4 separate regions of the Mus musculus genome follow, and regions 2, 3 and 4 are each linked to region 1. The links are chromatin contacts, called in public HiCAR-type, HiChIP or PLAC-seq and capture Hi-C maps. All regions are on one chromosome and are shown on one strand. The core of a region is the stretch at or near the end of the contact, and the rest is flanking DNA. Distances in the headings are between cores, read along the strand shown. Region 1 holds the start of Sp8 (trans-acting transcription factor 8). Region 2 holds the start of Wdr60 (WD repeat domain 60). Region 3 holds the start of Esyt2 (extended synaptotagmin-like protein 2). Region 4 holds the start of D430020J02Rik (RIKEN cDNA D430020J02 gene).

Evidence for each region. HiCAR-type assays count read pairs that join an accessible place to other places. HiChIP or PLAC-seq counts read pairs in DNA pulled down with a chosen protein or histone mark. Capture Hi-C pulls out chosen DNA fragments and counts their contacts.
Region 2: a contact with region 1 is called in an H3K4me3 HiChIP or PLAC-seq map of embryonic forebrain, with 4 times the contacts expected there. The contact joins the promoter of Wdr60 here to the promoter of Sp8 in region 1. A contact is called at or near these places in 4 of 39 promoter capture datasets (cranial neural crest, hippocampal neurons, liver and 1 more) and 1 of 115 datasets of contacts at active chromatin or transcription factors (embryonic forebrain).
Region 3: a HiCAR-type map of astrocytes shows a contact between it and region 1, with 5 times the contacts expected there. The contact joins the promoter of Esyt2 here to the promoter of Sp8 in region 1. A contact is called at or near these places in 4 of 39 promoter capture datasets (cranial neural crest, hippocampal neurons, liver and 1 more) and 2 of 115 datasets of contacts at active chromatin or transcription factors (astrocytes and embryonic midbrain).
Region 4: a capture Hi-C map of embryonic tail shows a contact between it and region 1, with 14 times the contacts expected there. The contact joins the promoter of D430020J02Rik here to the promoter of Sp8 in region 1. A contact is called at or near these places in 1 of 39 promoter capture datasets (pre-B cells), 1 of 115 datasets of contacts at active chromatin or transcription factors (stem cell-derived neural progenitor cells) and 1 of 9 other capture datasets (embryonic tail).

What each region holds. Positions count from the first base shown.
Region 1 is chr12:118,845,144-118,849,916 of GRCm38.p6, reverse strand. Sp8 (trans-acting transcription factor 8) reads right to left here and starts at 2,684. Exons shown (of 2, transcript NM_001379379.1): 1 at 2,576-2,684; 2 at 1-1,538. The coding sequence starts at 2,596. The coding sequence ends at 45.
Region 2 is chr12:116,260,234-116,265,006 of GRCm38.p6, reverse strand. It overlaps Wdr60 (WD repeat domain 60), which reads left to right and starts at 1,982. Exons shown (of 22, transcript NM_146039.3): 1 at 1,982-2,156. The coding sequence starts at 2,142.
Region 3 is chr12:116,279,346-116,284,118 of GRCm38.p6, reverse strand. Esyt2 (extended synaptotagmin-like protein 2) reads right to left here and starts at 2,897. Exons shown (of 22, transcript NM_028731.5): 1 at 2,447-2,897. The coding sequence starts at 2,776.
Region 4 is chr12:116,402,446-116,407,218 of GRCm38.p6, reverse strand. It overlaps D430020J02Rik (RIKEN cDNA D430020J02 gene), which reads left to right and starts at 2,058. Exons shown (of 2, transcript NR_028421.1): 1 at 2,058-2,252; 2 at 2,576-4,773. It overlaps Ncapg2 (non-SMC condensin II complex, subunit G2), which reads right to left and starts at 1,783. Exons shown (of 29, transcript NM_133762.4): 1 at 1,758-1,783; 2 at 1,342-1,517; 3 at 1-21.

The sequences.
Region 1 (4,773 bases), core at 1,435-3,934:
GGTACACAAGCCCGACGGGATTCAGGTGGGAGGCATCGCGACAGTCACTCCAGGCCGTTGCGGTGGCCCGGCTCTGGAGGCTGCAACAGCTCAGGGGAGTGGCAAGGAGGGCTTCCCGCCGCGCTGTGCTCGCTGTCGGTGTCGCTGCCTTTCTTGCCGCCGCCGGAGCCCGCCGAGCCGCCGCCACCACTGTGTGTCTTCACGTGCTTGCTCAGGTGGTCGCTGCGCATGAAGCGTTTGTTGCACACCGGGCAGGCGAAGCGCTTCTCGCCCGTGTGGGTCCGCAGGTGCCGCTGCAGCTCGTCGGAGCGCGTAAAGCGCTTACCGCAGAACAGCCAATTGCACACGAACGGCCGCTCGCCGGTGTGCCAACGCAGGTGCGCCTTCAGGTGCGACGTCTTGCCGTACACCTTGCCGCAGCCCGGGATGTGGCAGCTATGCAGCCCTTTGCGACGCAGGCTCGCTCCCGCTGGGCCCAGCCGCTCAGCCTCCTGGCAGTTGGGGCAGTCGCAAGTGGCGCGGCCGGAGTAGCGGCGAGCGGACGAGCGTGGGGACCCCCCTAACTGCGCCGCGGGCCCCGCGCTCAGCATGGAGCTGCCCGCGCCGGCCAGCGGCGACGGGGCGGAATCGGGGTAAGAGCCGGGCAATACCGGCTTGAAACCGTCCATGAGGTGCTGTCCTGCAGGGCTGAGCAGGTGCGACGAGGCACCGCTACTGAATGCGGAGTGGCTCAGGCCGGAATAATCCGAGTTGTAGCCTCCCAGCGGTGAATGCAGCGACGTCTGAAGGCCCCCGGCCGCCGGGTGCAGCGAGCCGGGCAGCGCTGCCGCCCCATTGGGGTTCTGCACGTCGATCCAGCCCGCGCCCACATCCCACCAGCTGGAGGCGCCCGCGGAGCCCACGTCGGCCGCGGCGCCAAGGCCCGGGTGCGAAGGCTTGAACCAGGACTCATACGGGTGCGCCATTCCCACGCGCGGGTAGATACCCTGCAGTCCGTCCACCGACGTGTGCACCTTGGAGATAAACACTGGCTGATGGGAGCTATCCTGCGAGTGCGCTCCGGAACCGCCGCCGCCTCCCCCGCCGCCGCCGCCGCTGCCCCCCGAGACGCCCGGAGCCTGGAACACAGAGTAGTCGTTGGCAAAGGGCGAGCTGGAAGCGGCAGCCGCCGCAGCTGCTGCCGCTGCGGCGGCGCTGCTGGAGGTGAGAGAGAAGGCGCTGGAGCCGGGCGAGCCTCCGCAGCTAAAAGAGTCGGACACCAGGGCTGCGGCCGCCGCTGCTGCCGCCGCTGCCGCCGCTGCGGCTGAGGAGGAGCCGCCGTTCCGGGAGGCCCCCGACACACCGAAGCTAGAGAGACTGGAACCCACTACGTTGCAGCTGCCGGAGGAGGAAGACGAGGAGCGTTTCCAAGGGTGGAAGCCTTTACCGAAGGAAGAAGAGCTGTCCGACAGGGAGGAGGGAGACGGGCTGGGGCTGCCGATCTTATTACAGGTAGCAGCAAGCATGGCCAGAGGAGTGGATCCCAACCTCGGTTCTTCCTGAGACCGGAGCAGAGAAGAAGGGTGGGGGAGGGGTAGTGGGCAAAGGGCCGGTGGGGGAGGGAGGAAAGAAATGTGTATTAGTCCCCTGGTAGCCTCCAGACGCCCCACTGCTCCCCATCTCTAGCTGCTGCACACTGCCACCAACTTACCCTGCACCCCCAGCTGCCCCGGCGCCCGGCTGCCTCCTACTCTACAGGAGGGGACAAGTTTGGCGGCGAGCGTCTGATTCTGGAGCAAAGCGCCACGCTAAAGAAGAGTTTAACAAGAATTCTCAACTAAGACGGCACTCTTGTGTTCACAAAGCCCTAGACGCTTTCGATCAAACGAACAGAAAGTCCAAATCCAGACTAGGGAGGGAGAAGTTTCCTTTTTACCTTACAACCTGGGGAAATTTCTGGATTGCGTTTAAGATCACTACACTGCAATCCCAAGAGAGCTTTGAAAACTCTTTTCAGATCCCCCTCAACCCATCCTTAGTTGCTTCTCCCCGGCTCTTCCATTACTCGCTCTTCCATTTTTTTCTTCTCTCTCTCTCTCTCTCTCTCTCTCTCTCTCTCTCTCTCTCTCTCTCCACCCCCTTCATCTCTCTCTCTCAATATATATCTCTCTATAATGGTAGAAATAAGACGAGCTCAACGTACCTGCAATACAAACCGGGCTGAGGAAAAATATTAAGGGGAAGGGGGAGAATCTGCAGTATGCCCAGGAGGGAAAAACTTACTCGCGTTCCCCTTCGAAATCGTCGAGTGTATTAGGGGCTATGCTCAGTTCTCCCGAGCAGGGAGCGGCCAGGCTCTGCGAGGTGGCGGGTCTCAATGCCCTACGAACCTTTCCTGTGCTGAAAAAAAAAAAAGTGGCTCTGCCTCCTCCCCCCCCCCTTTCTTTTTTCTAAACTCACTTGTATTTAGGGGGGTGGTGGTGGCTCTCAATAGAGAGACTGATAGCCCGTGGCCTGGCCGGGGCGACTTTAACCCCCTCCGATAGGCAATAAAAGGAAACTAATTAAACCAGCAAGAGAAGATCCTGAGACTCACCCCTAGAAGTGAAGTTGCCATCACACAGAAGCGCCCTCCTCCTCTCAGAGGATCTTTTTTATATTGATAAATCAGAGGCAGTGTTTTTTTTAGAGGTGTGCAATACAATGATCAGTTCCGCCCATTCCGCCACAATTGTAGCTCCCTCTCCGGCTTTGAAGTGCCGCGGAGGCGCGGCCAGCCAATCTGTGGCCTCGCCGGGCCGCGCGGCGCGCGCGCCGTGAGGTCATCGGCGCCGGCGGGAGTGTGGGGGTGCGAGTGTCGCAGAGTGTGCGTGTGCGCGCGCGTGAAAAATGATCGCGAGTGTGACCCACCTCGGAGAGAGCAGTGTAGAAAGCGGAGGGGTAACTGGGCAGGGTCGCAAAAACCGTGACCTAGCAAGGGCAGAGAGTGGTCGTACAACCACCGAGAGCGGGCCGAGTAACTACGTGTGTGACAAAAGGGGTCAGGGACAGAGCTGGAAAGTGTGTAAGGTAACTGAGTCCTTCTACCGTAGGGAGTCAGGAGCGACAGTACGTTCAATCCCGGGTGTGGAGAGGCGTGCACCCGTTTGGTGTAGGTGGAGAGTGGGTGCGCGCGATCGAGAGGGAAGACCGACGTGTGCGTGCGCGCGAGCACCAAAGCTAGGGGTAGGGAACCGAAACAATACAATAAAGTGTACGTGCCTAAGAGATTGGCGGTCTGGATAGAGAAACTGCGAAGTTGAGTGAGGCCAGTAAATAAACGCCCCAAGTCCTATCTTCAAGTTACTAACTTCCTCTGCCCTTTGAACATAAAAAAAGGAGTGACCCCCCCCCCCCAGCTTCCTGGACTCTTTCAGTATAGTTTTGAAGAAAATCTTGATACTTACCTTCCATTTCCTGATGTTTCGGTCAAATAGAAAGATTGGAAAGGGGGTAGTGATATGGTGCAAGTGTGCGCCTGCGCCTTTGAGTCCTTACTTAGATCTGGCCGCCCTTACCCTCTACCAGAGGTGGGATTCAAGCTTTGGAAGTGCACGTCCTGGAGGAGGTGTGTTTGCCCCTTGGCATGCAGTAAAATTACAAAAGGATTAGATGGAAAGAGGAGTAAGAGGGGGTGTGTTTTTCTCCCATTGGATGAGAAATTGAGGAGCATTTTACCCAGTTTATAAGTTTTCTCAGGTAACCCCACTGTGCCTTTCTGACAGAAAAATCAGAATGACTGAAATCTGTTGGTACTATTTATGTAAGAATGGAGGTGAGCTTTTCGGGCTGCATTTATAGGAGCATCTATGGTTTGAGCAAGCCATCTACCAGTGCGTTCGAGTCATCATGCGCATTTACTTCAAATTCTCTGCGTTTTAGTCACTTACTTGCTATTTTTATTATTAGTTGCCTTCAGAAATGTCATTACAATTCTGTGGTCACCACAACAGAAATTCTTAAGCCACAAAAAGGCCAGTACCAGTATGAAAGGAGAAAATCTAGTCCTTGGAGTCTTGTTGAATATTCATGCATTTTAAAACCACAATAATTCCTATTTTACCCTGTTAGGAAGACTCTCAGAAGTCTAATACTAAAGGGGAATTGATTAAAATGTGAGTAGATGACAGAACTGATGTGTTTTGACTTGGGAGACTTTTTTTTTTTAATTGGTTGTTCTCAAGTGTATTGCAGGTTCTGAAGATGTCAAAAATTAATTCTCCTGGGTTATGCAGAAGTCCAAAGTAGGGCTTCATCCTTTGCATAAATTTCACCTGCACAGTTAGACCTAATGTTTGTTGTGCAGGGATTTGCACTTCTGAGCCTTTTTTTTTTCATGTGCAGGGGTATTGACTGTACATCATATCTATTGATTAAGGGAGTAAGGGACATCCACATACTTAGAAGTAACTGTGAAGTAAATTAATGAACTGCTTTCTTTCTCTGAAAGCTAACGCTTACCATAAATGTCCTGTTTCTCTCTGCAAGCCCCTCTGAATGATTTTAGCGTGTTGAGAAGGCGTGACAGGACAGCCCAGAAGGAGGAAGGGGTGGGGGAAGGAGGGAACTCCGTTTAACAAATAAAAGAGAATTAACTTCATTGCTTTGGTCTCCTTCCATAATGATATTCATTTTAAGAACCTAATATACAGTTGTTCAAATTTGGGGTTTAACGTTAATCAATACCATCACCCTCAAAGGTGGAGGGAAGTGCTTTGAAGGAAGACTCCTTCTTATGAATAGTTATTGTATCTT
Region 2 (4,773 bases), core at 733-3,232, 2.6 Mb after region 1:
CCATCGTAAAGACTCCTGAACTGAACTAGTCACAGGGCATCAGATATAGCCAAGGTCTTGAGTAGTCCTCTGGAATAGCTCTTGAGGCATATCTGGCAGCCTGGCTATGCTCCAGTGTGGCAGCTATCTCCAGTAGCTAAGCCTAGAGAAAGGGTGACTCAGTCCAGCCTTTCCACTAGCCTAAGTAGTTCCAACTATCAAAGGTGGAAAGAAGAAAAGGAAGTGTACACCCTGGGGAAGGGTAGGATACTGATGCTGTTCTGTCTCATTGCCGCTTTGTATAAATACCTAGCTTATGTTAACAATATAGGTAGTCTTTATGGAACACCAATATACAAAGACATCCTGCCAATGCCACATGTGACTTTAAAGCCTAGAGAGATGTGAGAGAAAGGTACTGAGTTTTGTAACAAAGTTGGTTTTCACTGTGAAATAAAAAGGCTTTGTTTGTATCCATAATAATGTGAAATTATAAATTAGTGTATAATCTAATTAGGGACATGGAAATTAAAAATGAAGACTATACACAAAAGAGAACGGAGGATAGCAACAAGTACATAAGTTATAAACTTTGAATTAAATCTGTAGGAAAGTGGTGCTGGACCAACACAGGAATGTTTGGGAAGAGTGAATGGACAGGGTGAAGGATCCATCTCCCAGGCAGGCCATGCATCTGAACAGTGTGTGAATATTTAGGCGACTGCAGTGAGCAGAGAGTGGTGTTCCTTACTCGATCCTTCCCCTTCATTACCTGACTTTATTCTTTCCCCATGAACCTATCCCAACATCCAACTATAGCACCTGTCTCCCATTTGAATGCTTTGTAGCTTCACATTAAGAAGTTTTGTGTCATGACATTCAATACCCTTCACAAATTTGCACACACCTCCCTTTTCATCTCTAGCCATCTCTCCAGTCATGAAATCCAGACCCTTTGTTACAGGTGTGCTCTGCTCATTAAAGAAGCTTCTAATCACATGTGGGCTTTGGGTACTTGGGAGGTGGCTAGTCTTGACATATTCTGTAAGTAAAGAATTTTGAAGACACTACAAGTTTTTAAAAATACGTTAATACTTCAAATATATACTGCACGTTAAAGTGATAACAGTTTATGCCTGTCTCTGGTAAAATATACTATTAAATTTAACCTTTTTCAACTTTTGAAAATGTAGCTCCTGGGGTTGGGGAGATAGCTCCGTAGATAAAGCATTTGTCATGCAAGCACGCAGACCAGGGTCTGGATCACCATCACCCACGTAAAAGTCAGATGGGGCAGCCTGCTTCTAACCTCAGTGCTCATGAGGCAGAAATGGCCATAGGCAAGAACCAGTAAAATTCTGTAAGAACTGGACCAAAATAAACCACAGCCAACACCAAGATTACCTTCCCTCTAAGAAATGTACTGGATTAGTAGAAACAAAGATAATAGACCTTAAGCAAAGATGAAAGACTTAATGTATGTTAGTACCTTTTGTATGACAAGGATTTGGCTTAGTGACCTTTGTGTGGTGTTAAGTGAGTGGAAAGTCAAATTCTAACGTGGGTTACAGTAATATGTAACTTAGAAAAGTGTGCGAATAGTAAACTTCTCATCTGCAGAAAAAGCTCAGAATGCTAACATACGATCTAGATACTTCCTAAGTATCGCTAGGCAGACAGCCTAGTCTTGAACTCACAAAGATCCTTCTGCCTTGTCTCCATTGTAATAGAATTAACTAAAGGTGTGCGCTGCCGCAGTTGGCCACAAATGATTTTCATGAAAAGACAGTCTATAGGGTGTGAGTTGAGGAGGCAAAGCCTTGTTCAAGTATAAAGCTCAATCACCGTTTCCTTCCCATCTCTCGTTGTCAACTGTGAGGGTCAAAGAAGGATCAGACAAAGAAACTCAAGACATAAGAAAAGGCTCCTGCGTGTTTGCAGAAAACACGGGCGCGCAGGCGCGCGTGCTGGGGACGGCCGCGGGGCATGCTGGGCCAGCGCCTTCGGCCCGTTGCTAGGAGGCGGGGACGCCGGCCCTCCTGGGACCCAAGTCGCAGCAGGCCTGGCTGGCTGGTAGAGCTGAGCGACGGCGGGTTTATCTTCCTCCGGTGGCCCGCGCCTGCTGGGCCGAGGACACGCGGCTGTCCCGGCCTCGAGGAGCGATGGAGCCTGGGAAGGTCGGTGCGCCGCGGGGCCCAGCCTGGTCCGGCCCGCGCCCCCATTACCCCCCTCTTTCTTGGCAATGGAGATCGGGTTCCTCCTGGGCCTGCACTTAGGAGAGAGCTGGAGGCGGAGTTTGGGTCGAGGTCTCAGCTCTGCTGTTGCCTCTCACTTCTTAGCTCCAGGTGCGGTTTGTGGAGGAGTTTCTGGACTCATCCAGAGGCGAGGCTGAGTGTCAACTTCAGGAAGGCACAGGACTCCTGAAAAAAAAGTGCCGCAAGGTGAAACATGAGTCTCGTTAAGGTAGAAGGTTGTTGACTTTAACTTTGGTAGGTCGTTTATATCAAAAATCCATCTCTTAGGTTTTCCGGTTTGGTGCAATACAGGTTTTTAAAGTATGTCCTTATGGCCCTATTAACAACTCATGATAAATCCTATGAATTACCTTAGCGTCTATTATAAAGGACCCTTGTCTGCTTTAATTAATTTAGGTCTTCTCTTTCCATCTTTTAGTTTACTGGGTAAAAGTTTGCCCATTTTGTTGATCTTTCTGAAAGAGTCAGCTCTTTAGTTTCATTGATTCTTCGTACTGGTTTGTGTTGTTACAGTTTCTTTGATTTCAGTCCTGAGTTTGATTTTTTTTTTTTTGTGCCATCTACTCTTTTGGGGTTATTATTTCTTCTTGTTTTTCTAGGGCTTTCAGGTGCATCATGAAATTACCAATATAAAACCTCTCTAGTTTTTTGGTGGAGACACTTGGTGCTATGAACTTTCGTCTTACAAACTGTGTTCATTGTGCCCTGTAGGTTTGGCTATGTTGAATTTTTATTCAGTTTTAAAAAGTTTATTTTCCTCTGTGATTTTTGTTTTGACTCAATTTTCATTCAGTAGTAAGTTGTTCAGTGTCCATGAGTTTGTTTGGTATTGTTGATATTCAGCTTTACTCCATGGTGGTCAGATAGGATTCAGGGTGCTATTTCAGTTTTCTTATATGTATTGAGGCTTGCCTTGTGTTCTAATATGTGATCATGAGCTTTGGAAAAGAAAGAATATTCTTTAGAGTTTGGGTGGGATATTTGTGTGTGTGTTTGTCTGTCAATTTGACTTACGATATTTTTTGTTTGTTTTGTTTTTTCATTTGCTTTTTTAAACTCCAGCAACTTCTCTGTTTAGTTTTTTTTTTTTGGATGACCTGTCTGGATGGAAGTCAGGTATTGAAGCCATGCACTACCACTGTGGTTTTTATCTGTAGTAGTGTTTCTTTTATGAACATAGGCACTCTTGTGTCTGGTGCATAAATGTTTAGAACTGCCATTGTTGTGTTTTATAAAAAAGAAAAAGAAGCCAGGGATATGTTTGGTAGGGGTGCGGTGTGGTGTGGGGGAAGAGTGTCCCTCTGCAGGCCCATGCTGAGGCATCCCTTCCCCCTGAGGTAAAGGTATAGTATAGAATAGAGTTTACTTAGGGCATGGTGAGGGGAGTTAGGAAAGAGAGGGAGAGGGGGGAGAGGGGGAGGGGGAGAGGGAGAGAGCAGCCATTAACAGGTGGCAAGAGAGGAAGGAAGGGAATGGGGAGAGAAGGGACAGAGGATAAGCAGTTAAGAGGGCAAGAGGAGAGAAGAGAGTGAGGAGGGGTAAGCCGCCTCTTTTACAGTGAGTCAGGCACACCTGGCTGTTGCCAGGTAACTATGGGGTACAACCTAGAAGAAATGCTAACGCAATATTATTTTTTTCCTTTTGATAGATTTTTTCCCCCTTGAGGAGTATATAATGTCCTTTTCTATCTCTTCTGGTTAGTTTTGGCTTGAACTCTCCTTTGCCACATACTAATATGGCGACACCTGCTTTTTTCGTGGGCCGATTTGCTTGGAATACCTTTTCTAGCCTTTTTAAATCCCTAAGGTAATGTCTGTCATTCATGGTGAGGTTTGTTTCTTGGATGCAGCAGAAAGATGGGCCCTGTTTTCTAATCCAGTCTACTAGTCTATGTCTCTTTATTGGGTAATTGAGACTACTGATGTTGAGAGTTCTTAATGAGCAGTATTTATAATTCCTGTTACTTTGTTTCTGTGGGATGATCTACTCTAATGGGATTGTTTAATCCTTAAATCCTCTGGTGTGTCCTCTGGTGTATGCATAGTCAACCTTCTCCTCAGTATGTAGTTTTCTTTTAGTGCTTTCTGAAGAGCTGCATTAGTGGACAGCCATTTTTTTTTTTTGTATCATGTTTTTTTTTCTGAATGGATTGTGATTGATAGTTTTGCTGGGTAGAGTAGTCTAGGCTGTCATCTGTGGTCTCTCAGACCTTGTAGAATATCTGTCTATGTCCTTCTGGCTTTTAGAATCTCTATTGTAAAGTCAAGATGTTACTCTAGTGGGCCTGCCTTTACATGTGACTTCGTCTTTTTCCCTGGCCTTATTTATATTCTTCCTTTGTTCTATACATTTAGTGTTTTGATTATTATGTGTTGTAGGGAATTTCTTTCTGGTTTGGTATTCTGCATACCTGTTATAACTTGATAGAGCATGTCTTTCTTTAGGTTGGGAAATGTTACTTCCGTGATTTTATTAAAAATATTTACTGTGCCTTCAATGTGGGTCTCCTCTCCTTCTCTACATGGATTATTCAGAGGTT
Region 3 (4,773 bases), core at 1,648-4,147, 2.6 Mb after region 1:
GTAATCCACACAATGAGTAAAAAAAATAACAACTTTCACCAAGCTAAGCAACAATGTACACAAGAGGTTGATGTTTCTATGCCATATGCCTACAGCCATAACATCAGTATACACTGGCAGTAGTAAAAACAGAAAAGAATCACACTTTATTCTACCAAGTTCTGAGTTTTCAAATGAAAATAAAAGTGCAGCATTGTCCCTATCCTCATGTCCACCTTAAATTTTCATTTTGCTAAATAAAATGAAAAAACTGTGGGTGAATTTATCTAACGGTGGAAATTGAAAGTTGGTACCATACTAGCTCATATCTTCTCATGTTTCTACTCCACAATGAGTCACAGTCATCAATGTACATTACAGTCTTTGGCATGTACATCACTTTCAAGACAACCTATCAAATCAACATCCAGAAACCCCAGGAACTAGATAAGCATGTTAGCACATATCTGTAGTCCCACCACTGTAGCTGAGGAAACCTTGTCTCCAAACAACCAACCCAAACAAACAAAACTCTGCACGGGGTTGTTAATGTAGTTCAGTGGTAGACCACTTTACTATTGCTATGGAAGCCTTAGGTCTGACCCTAATACTAAAAAACAAAAAACAATTAGAAACAAAAATAAAAACAAGAAAACTGACCAATTATCTTTTTATTCCATTAAAATTTTGGCTCATTATGGCAGCAACTGTATTTTATTTCCTTTGTGAAAACATTTGCACTTTGCAAACAGTGTTTTAAAAGCTAGTTTATATCAGTTGCTCAATAATTAAGTATTTTTGGAAGTCAGCACCACCCTGCTCCTGAAGACTTCAGTCTTACTTATGTTGTTTATTGGTCATTTAACTACTAGTTTTTAACCAGCTTTCTGGCAGCATTTAATTTAGTGTGGCAGAAACACAAGACACCACTACTGCATTCTACAGTATACCACTGTTTCTTGTTTGTTCTCACCTTAGCTACTCTAACTTCCTGTTTTTTTATATTCCTTTACTGCTAGCTAAATGGTATCTCATATCAGTTACTTTCATTTTCCAAAACACTCCTGTCCTATACATTCACTATGTATCTGCAGGTCTTTTAAGTTTCAAAAGTGCTTCACCATTACAGTTCTAACTTCAGTTGTTAACTGTCATCACGAAGCGCTACCTATTATGTTCCTCTTGGTTTAGGGAACTCTTCCTCTTTAATTCTTGTTTTTTGATACTTGTTCCACATAGTCCATGCCATATTTCACAGGTGTTTCCTAGCTGGAAAGGAGGAACATTCTCCAAGTTCTTTCTCCATTTAAATTCCTTCTTTCTACCTTTCAAAACTTACCACTACCTACTTCCACAGACATTTACATCAAGCCTAACATTGTGCAACATTTATCTTAAAATATGCACTATTTCCTTCTATCTGAAACTATGACACTAACTCTTTGCTAAGAAAGACAGTGAAGAGAAAAAGATGATAATGCCTTCTCCAATAGGTTCAAATACTCAATAAGTAAAAAGCAATTTTAGGAAAAAATAATCAATACCATAACTTATCATTACTGTTAACACTTTCAAAATCTCCCTCTATATATGTTAGATCCTGGATATTAAATGATCATATCAAAGTGCCTAGTCTTCCCTCTGGTATTTTAAACAATGAAACAAACATTTCAATTCTTCTAACATAAGCTTTTCAGGAACACTTCAATCGTGTTAGACACAACTAAGAAATGAATGAGTCTTCCTGATTTTTTTAATTAACTTCTCCCCATATTGGCTGTCACTACTTTTTAAATCAGAAAGGAGAATCTGGACGGTTCCAGGCCTGCAGCGCCATGCTTGCAAAAGGTTTACAGAATCGCTCTGGACAACTGAGATCTCATCGCCCACCAAGTGTGCTTCTGGGCGGTAGTCACTGCCAGCATGAGAGGAGGAAGAGGCCCAGCAACTAACAATGACCAGTTCTGCCAAGTTAGGAAGTATTCACTACCTGCGCACTTTGCTAGCGATGGGCGAGGAGGACTGAAAGCCAGGAAGAGGACTGAGAGCGGACACTCTCGGAGCAGATAATGACCAGGACACCTCGCCCAGGATGAGGGTGGGGACAGCAATAAGGACACCTGACTTAGGTGGGGGAGGCGGTGCGCTGACACAAGTGAGACTCGGACGCAGACCGTCGCTCAGAGCCGGGGTGGGCCACAGTGGCCAGAACTCCCGAGGAAAGCAGGTGGGCAGAGTGCTGACAGCAGACAGCAGTTTACAGCAGGAGAGGCAGACAGCAGTAAGGTCGCACACCTGACTCGGTCCGGGATCCTGGTTGTGCGGATCCCGGATCGGACGGAGATTCGGAACAAGCGGTGGCTGACACTTCACTCGGGCTGGGGCTTGAGTTCCCCACCCGTCACTGAGAAGGGGAGAAGGGTGGTGCGGACCTGACTCCGCTCAGGTCTGGGGGGGCAACACTCACCCAGGCGGGCAGGTCGCAGGCGCGCACTCCCAGGCGCACAGCTTGCTCCTCGTCCTCCAACAGCGCCAGCGCGCGGCACAGGCGGCTGGCCTTGAGGCCGCGGCTCCGGCGGCACCAGGCGAGCAGCCCGAGCGCCAGCAGCACCCAACTGAAGCTCAGCCCCAGGTAGCCCAGGGCGTACACCGGCAGCAGCAGCGCGAAGCTGCGCGCCAGCTGCCCCAGCAGCCCCGGCAAGTCCACACTCAGAGCGCTGCCCGGGGCCTCGGGCTCGGAGCGGCCCCCAGCCCGGCCAGGACCGGCCTCCGGCCCCTCGCCCCCCGCGCTACTCATCTCCAGCCGCGCTGAGCACTCCTCCCTGCCGAGGCGGGCGCGGCTCTCCCACGGACCGCAGGTCGCTCTAGCCCGCGCGCCAGCGCCCCACTGAGGGGGACCGCGGGCTCCACCGCTCCACTCCTCAAACGGGCGGGACTTGCCGTCATCACAGTGCGCAGGGCCCTCCCCCACCGAGGCCTCTCCCAGAGAGGGGCTTGCTCGGGCTGAGTGCGTGGTTTGGTGACGCAATCAGCATGCGCCCGACTCTTCCTCACTGGGATCCACTGTTCAGAGACAGCCGACCCTGAAAGAATCTAGGGCGGGGCGACGTGTCAGTCGCCAACCGGATCCCGCTCCCTCGTCCGCGCCCTCAGGAAAGATCCCCCGGCGGCGAATGGTCTGTGCCTGGTGTCATCGCGCGGTCGGACCCGCCTCTGCGCTGGGGTTGCTGTGCTGCTACTCTCCGGTCGTTACACCAAGAAGGGGCTGCAGGCGAAGCCATCACGCCAGGCAGGCCCCGCCCCTAACCTGTGAGGGCGGTTCGGTCTGCGCCCTCGGAGGGTGGGCGCCGCGCCAGGGGGACACACCCGGACTTGGCTCGCAGGGACGGCCGGAGAGGGAGGTGTGGCTTCCGCGGGTGTTGGAAGGGAGCAATGGCCCTGACTAGTGGGAAGGCTAGCGGGCTGAGTCCTTTCCAGCTTAGCGGAGAGCTCGGCGTTCGTCAGCCAACCTCTTGCCTGTCCTAGCTCCCTGGCGGAGAACTTGAACTTGCAGGTTCCTAGGGTGAGAGGATGGCTCCTGGGCCTGCCTCTGTGGAATGAGAACTTTGCGCCTGCTGCAGTAAAATTTACCTTGAGGCCTTACTGTGTGGTGGCGCCTCTGGGTCTAGTACTCCTTCAGGTCTGACTTCCCAAACAAAATGGCCCCAGTGAGCTTAGGAAAGCACAGTTGTCATGAAGATTTAAAAAAAAAAAAAAAAAAAAAAAAGGCAGCCAGGGTCCACCACCCCCTACCCCCGTCAAGGCCAAACTCTTAGGGGACATCTGAGGGGACATATGTGAAGCTTGCAAAAAAGAAAAAGGAAAAAAGGGAAGTAAGGAAAGGGAAGAGAAGAGAAAAAAAGACATCTGCTTTAAAGTTTGCTAAAGAGGAGCTGGAGAGATGGCCCAGCACCTGAGAACCCAATTCCTGAGTCAATTCCCAAAATCCACATCTGGCTGTTCACATGCACCTGTATCTAAAGCTCCATGGGATCTAATACCTCTGGTCTTCACAATCGCCTGTACACACACACACACACACACACACACACACAGAGGCATAATTTTTAAGAAAATTTTCCAGGAGGATAATTCCACGACTATGATTGTGGAATGTTGCAGATTCAGAGCCAAGTTATCCTGGGTCATACTTTGTTCCATTAGTAGCCATTCATTGCCCATCTCTTGTGTCTGATTTTATGCCACAATCCTTGTGATTCAAATATTAACCCACCACTACCTTGCACCAACACAAAGCTACCAGTGTCATCAGTATCTGAAACCTACAGAAAACAAAGTTCCCACTTTTCTGCAACCTGATGTTTTTGATTCACCAATGTATTTGAAAAAATAAATGCCTTGGTTTATGTAGTAAGTTCTGAATGAACAAATAAATGCAAATAAATAAATAAATGCAAAGTCACCTGTGGAAGATTTTCCCGTGAGTATGTGTGAATATGTATTACAGCATTTCAGAGACATGCCATGTTTGAAAGAGAGCAGTAGTCTGCTCGACAAAGGGCAATAAACCAAGCAAAGTGTCATAGAGTGCTATTGCTGTGGGGAGACTCCATGACCATGGCAACTTATAAAAGGAAACATTTAATTGGGGCTGGCCTACAGTTTCAGAGATTGAGTACATTATCATCATGGTAGGAAGCTCGGTGGCATGCAGGCAAATATGGCACTGTAGAAGCAGCTGTGAGATCCACATCCAGATCTGCCCACAGCAGGAAGAGAGAAGCCCTGGGCTCC
Region 4 (4,773 bases), core at 809-3,308, 2.4 Mb after region 1:
TTCTAAGGGAGCCTTACAACCCTAGTAAGATACAATCAGACCAAAACGTAAATGTGCAAAATGTCCCGTAAGTTTTAATTTAATACAAACATTCAAGAAACTTTATACCACTACAGAAGACAGTTTATAACACTATGATACAAAACTGCAATAATCTGAAAAAAAATCTGATGATGTTATAAACAAAACATCTATGTGATCACCAATTATCAATGTAACTACAATGAAAGCAACAAGAAATTAAAACTGCCTCAGGAATCTTACTTTCTCTTACGTTTAGCCTTTTAGATGCTGGCTTGGGAAGAAAGACCTGACTTATGCAATAGGGTCAGGCTCATCTCCACATCTGAATTCTGCAGACTCCACTTCTAAAGTCCCATTCCTCCAAGAAGATCCCACCCAACAATTCTCTCTTGTTTTTCAAGAGAGAGACTTGGAAGTAAAACCACAAAAACAGCCCTGAGGTCACCTGGGAGCTTGTTAGGCAGTGCATCTGTGCCCCACTCCAGCACCCTCCCCTCCTCTGCACACCTACAGGATAATGAGAGCTCTGGGGACCTTGCTCATTCTTCTTCCTACATGTGATCTCCCAGGTAAAATGCCATCCTATTTTACCTTTACACCTGGTGCTACGATGACATACTCAAAACAAAAACCTAACAATACAGTTACAACAAATGATATTTGCAACAGGTCTTCTCATCTTAAGAATAAATTTGAAAATCTCTCATACCTTTAGAAATACAGCAATATGGAGAATTATTGGCATTAATTATAGAGTGTGAATCACAATAAATATGCATTCCTATTCTAAATTGAATAAAAGTAGAAAATAACCTCAATTTGACAACTCCTCATATTAGTAAATTTTAAATATAGCCACTTCATTCCCCGATTCAAATGGCTGAATTGTGAACCATAACTTTTTTGTGATGAATAAAATGGAGAGGGAAAGGTGGGTTGCCAGTATCACCACTTTACTAATTATGGTCACTTTGTTTACTTAAGTACATGTCTTTGGCAACTTAGTATGCCATATAATGTCTACATATGCTACTTACAAACCGTGACTCCGTATCTTGATTTTTCTCTTTCCTTAGTTCATAACTAAGTTGCTCCCTAGATCAGTCCTAGGTATAGGTTCGGGTTCCTCCCTTATGTCAGTGCAAGAATAAATCCAGCGTCTTCACCACCACGTCAGGCCCCAGTTAAGTGTCAACACTGCTGTCCTCCCTAGTCAGCTCCCCAGCCCCGTGCCAGGATCTTCCATGTCATTCTCTGGTCAGGGCTGGGGTTCTCGCTAGTCAACCCGGGTGCAGGTCTTTGGTACTACCTACTCACCCAGGCTCCTTCTCAGGGGTCTTCTCTAGTCAGACTCAGGTCTGCGTCCCCGGTCCTCCGTAGTCTGCATCAGGTCCTTGCCTGAGAGCCTCCCTACTGTGCGCAGGTCATTTTCCGGAGTCCTCGCCAGTCACACTCGGGCCCTCTCCCGGGGTCGTCCTAGTCTGAGGTCCTACCTAGTGAACCCGGGTTCCAGGCTGAGATCCTCCCTGGCGAGCCCCGCTTCTCGGTCTGGGATCCTTCCCAGTCAGCCGGGGGATCCCGCTCTGCCCTCCCGCAGCACCTCCCGCTCCACAAGCGCTCGAAACCGATGGCGGCCGCGGACGTGAGACCCGCGACGGTGTCCGCCGCCCAGCCGCGGTCGCCGGCCGCCGAGTCCTACTCACCTCCCACCCAACTCACCGCGCGGCGCTCACCTCACCACAGACCCATAGTTTCCCGCGCTCGGACCAGATTCAAACACACCCGCGTATACCCCGGACGCTCCCGCCCTCCACCCCGTCACCAGTCGCCGCTCTCACGAGATCTGACGCCGTCCCGGCCACGCCCATATCCCCCACAGCTCTGCAGCCAGGCTCCGCCCCCAAGGCCCAAGCACCGCCTCCTGGGCGTGACTCAGAGCCTCTGGCGGGAGTCTCTTTAGCGCGCTCACGGGATGCGCAGGCGCAGAGCTGCTGGCTGTGTTTCCCGCCCTCCGCCCACACACACCCACCTTCCTTGGGAGCGCTGCTGTTGCTTCTGTGTTCCTTGCCAGCTGCTCGGTGAGACGTCACGCTGATATCAGACGGAGGAGGGAGAGCAAGTCCGAGACTGCTCAAGTGGTAACCAAGAAGATTCTTGAAGAAATCCTGCCTCGGTTCGGGATCCCTAAGGTAATCGGCTCAGACAATGGGCCCGCATTTGTTGCCCAGGTAAGTCAGGAATTGGCCACACAATTGGGGACTAATTGGAAGTTTCTAAGTGTGCTTATAGGCCCCAGAGCTCAGGACAGGTAGAAAGAATGAGTAGGACTTTAAAAGAGACCCTTACTAAATTAGTCATGGAGACCGGCGGAAAGGACTGGGTGACTCTCCTTCCCTTTGCGCTCCTCAGGGTCCGAAACACTCCTGGACATTTCGGTCTTACCCCTTATGAGATTCTCTTTGGGGGACCGCCTCCCTTAACTGAGTCAGGTGGGATATTGGATCTTGGCACTGACTCATCCTCACCCTCTGCTCTTTTTGCTCACCTAAAGGCCCTAGAGGTTGTTAAAACACAGATCTGCAACCAGATCAGAGAAGCCTACACTCCGGGAACCATAGCAGTGCCTCACGGGTTCCAGGTTGGAGACTCAGTCTTGGTCAGACGACATCGCACTGGCACGCTTGAGCCCCGGTGGAAAGGACCGTATCTGGTGCTGTTGACCACCCCCACGGCAGTAAAAGTAGACGGGATCGCTGCTTGGATCCATGCCTCCCACGTCAAAAAGGCACCCAGCCAAGATGAAGACAACTGGATGGTGGCAGCCACTGACAATCCTCTTAAGCTTCGCTTGGGTCACAGGAGTCACCCTGGGCCTAAAGAACCACAACCCACACCAGCCTCTGACTCTAACTTGGCAAGTTCTCGGTCCTGATTCGGATCAGGTCTTGTTTACCACCTCCAAAACAGCGCCGCCAGGGACATGGTGGCCAGACCTAGCCTTCTGCCTCAAACAGATAATTCCAGCTGCTAGAAGCACTCCCCCTAATCTAGTAAGAAGCTATGGATTCTACTGCTGCCCAGAGCACAGCAAGTGGTCCTTATGCGGAGGGTCAGCCTCCTATTATTGTGGCCAATGGAATTGTGTTACTTCCAACGATGGTGATTGGAAATGGGCTAGTGGTCATGTTCCTGACAGGGCTGAGTTCTCTTTTCAGAACTCAGGGCCTGGAAAGCACACCGTAATGGAACTGTATAAAAGGGCTGACTGTCGCCCCGATGATTTAGACAGAGTACTGATCAAATTTACAGACACAGGAAAAAAATATGACATCAAGGCATGGATAAGGGGCATGCGGTGGGGATTAGTTTTTTATGACTATAGTGGAAAGCCTGGGTCATCAGTCATGGTTCGTTTGAGCCTCAGTAGCCCCCGACCCAACCAGTAGGACCTAACCCTGTTCTAGTTGAAAAGCCTTCGTTACTGCTTCCCAGGCCTACCATCCCTGGGTCTCCATCAGACTATCCGACCAAGGCTCACACTCCTTCCTTGGATCGGGTTCCAACCACTCCCATGCCCCCAGATACCAAGAATCGCCTATTTAGCCTAATACAAGGGGCATTCCTGGTCCTCAATCGTACTGATCCCAACATTACTCGGTCTTGCTGGCTGTGCTATGCCTCTAGCCCCCCTTATTATGAGGGAATTGCTCAGATGAGGATTTATAATAAAACTTCAGACCCCTCTCAATGCCCTTGGGGGGAAAACAGAAAGTTGACTCTGGCAGCAATCTCAGGAAGTGGACTTTGTTTAGGCCGGGTACCTCATGACAGACGGCACCTCTGTAATCAGACCCAGCACGTACAGCCTAGCGAAGGTGGTCAGTATCTAGTCGTCCCCCCCCCCCATAGACACAGTATGGGCTTGCAACACAGGTCTCCTTGTGTGTCTACTTCTGTTTTTAATGGTTCCAAAGATTTCTGCATTCTGGTTCAACTTGTTCCTAGACTCCTATACCATGATGATAGCTCCTTTGTAGATGAATTTGATCACCGGGTCCGCTGGAAGAGAGAACCCATCACCTTAACCTTAGCAGTACTTTTAGGACTAGGAATAGCGGCCGGAGTAGGTACAGGTACCGCTGCCTTGATTCAGACCCCCCAGTATTATGAAGAATTACGTACAGCTATGGATACTGATCTAGGAGCTATAGAACAGTCTATAACCAAATTAGAAGAATCTTTAACTTCCCTGTCAGAAGTAGTGCTGCAGAATAGGAAGGGACTAGACTTATTATTCCTCAAAGAAGGAGGACTCTGTGCAGCCCTAAAAGAAGAATGTTGTTTTTATGTTGATCATTCAGGAGTGATCAGGGATTCTATGGCCAAGCTCAGGGAATGCTTAGATATACGTAAAAAAGAGAGAGGAGAGGCAGGGATGGTTTGAAAGTTGATTTATTAAGTCTCCATGGTTTACCACCCTTCTCTCTACCCTAGCTGGGCCTTTAATAATTCTTATGCTCTTACTTATTTCGGGCCATGTATTCTCAATACAACGCCCCAGGTGTGTTGCTTAATGTAGCACATGACCTAACTGTTGAGTAAATTTATGGTTTTGGCCTTCCCCTATTTCCTCCCCAATCCTTCCCCCTTTTTTGTGGTTTTTGCCTTTATAAGCCTTAAGAGAGTTTCGGTCGGGGGTCGAACTCCTCTACCCCTGCCTGGTGGTGTGTGAGTCTCGACCCCAGCATG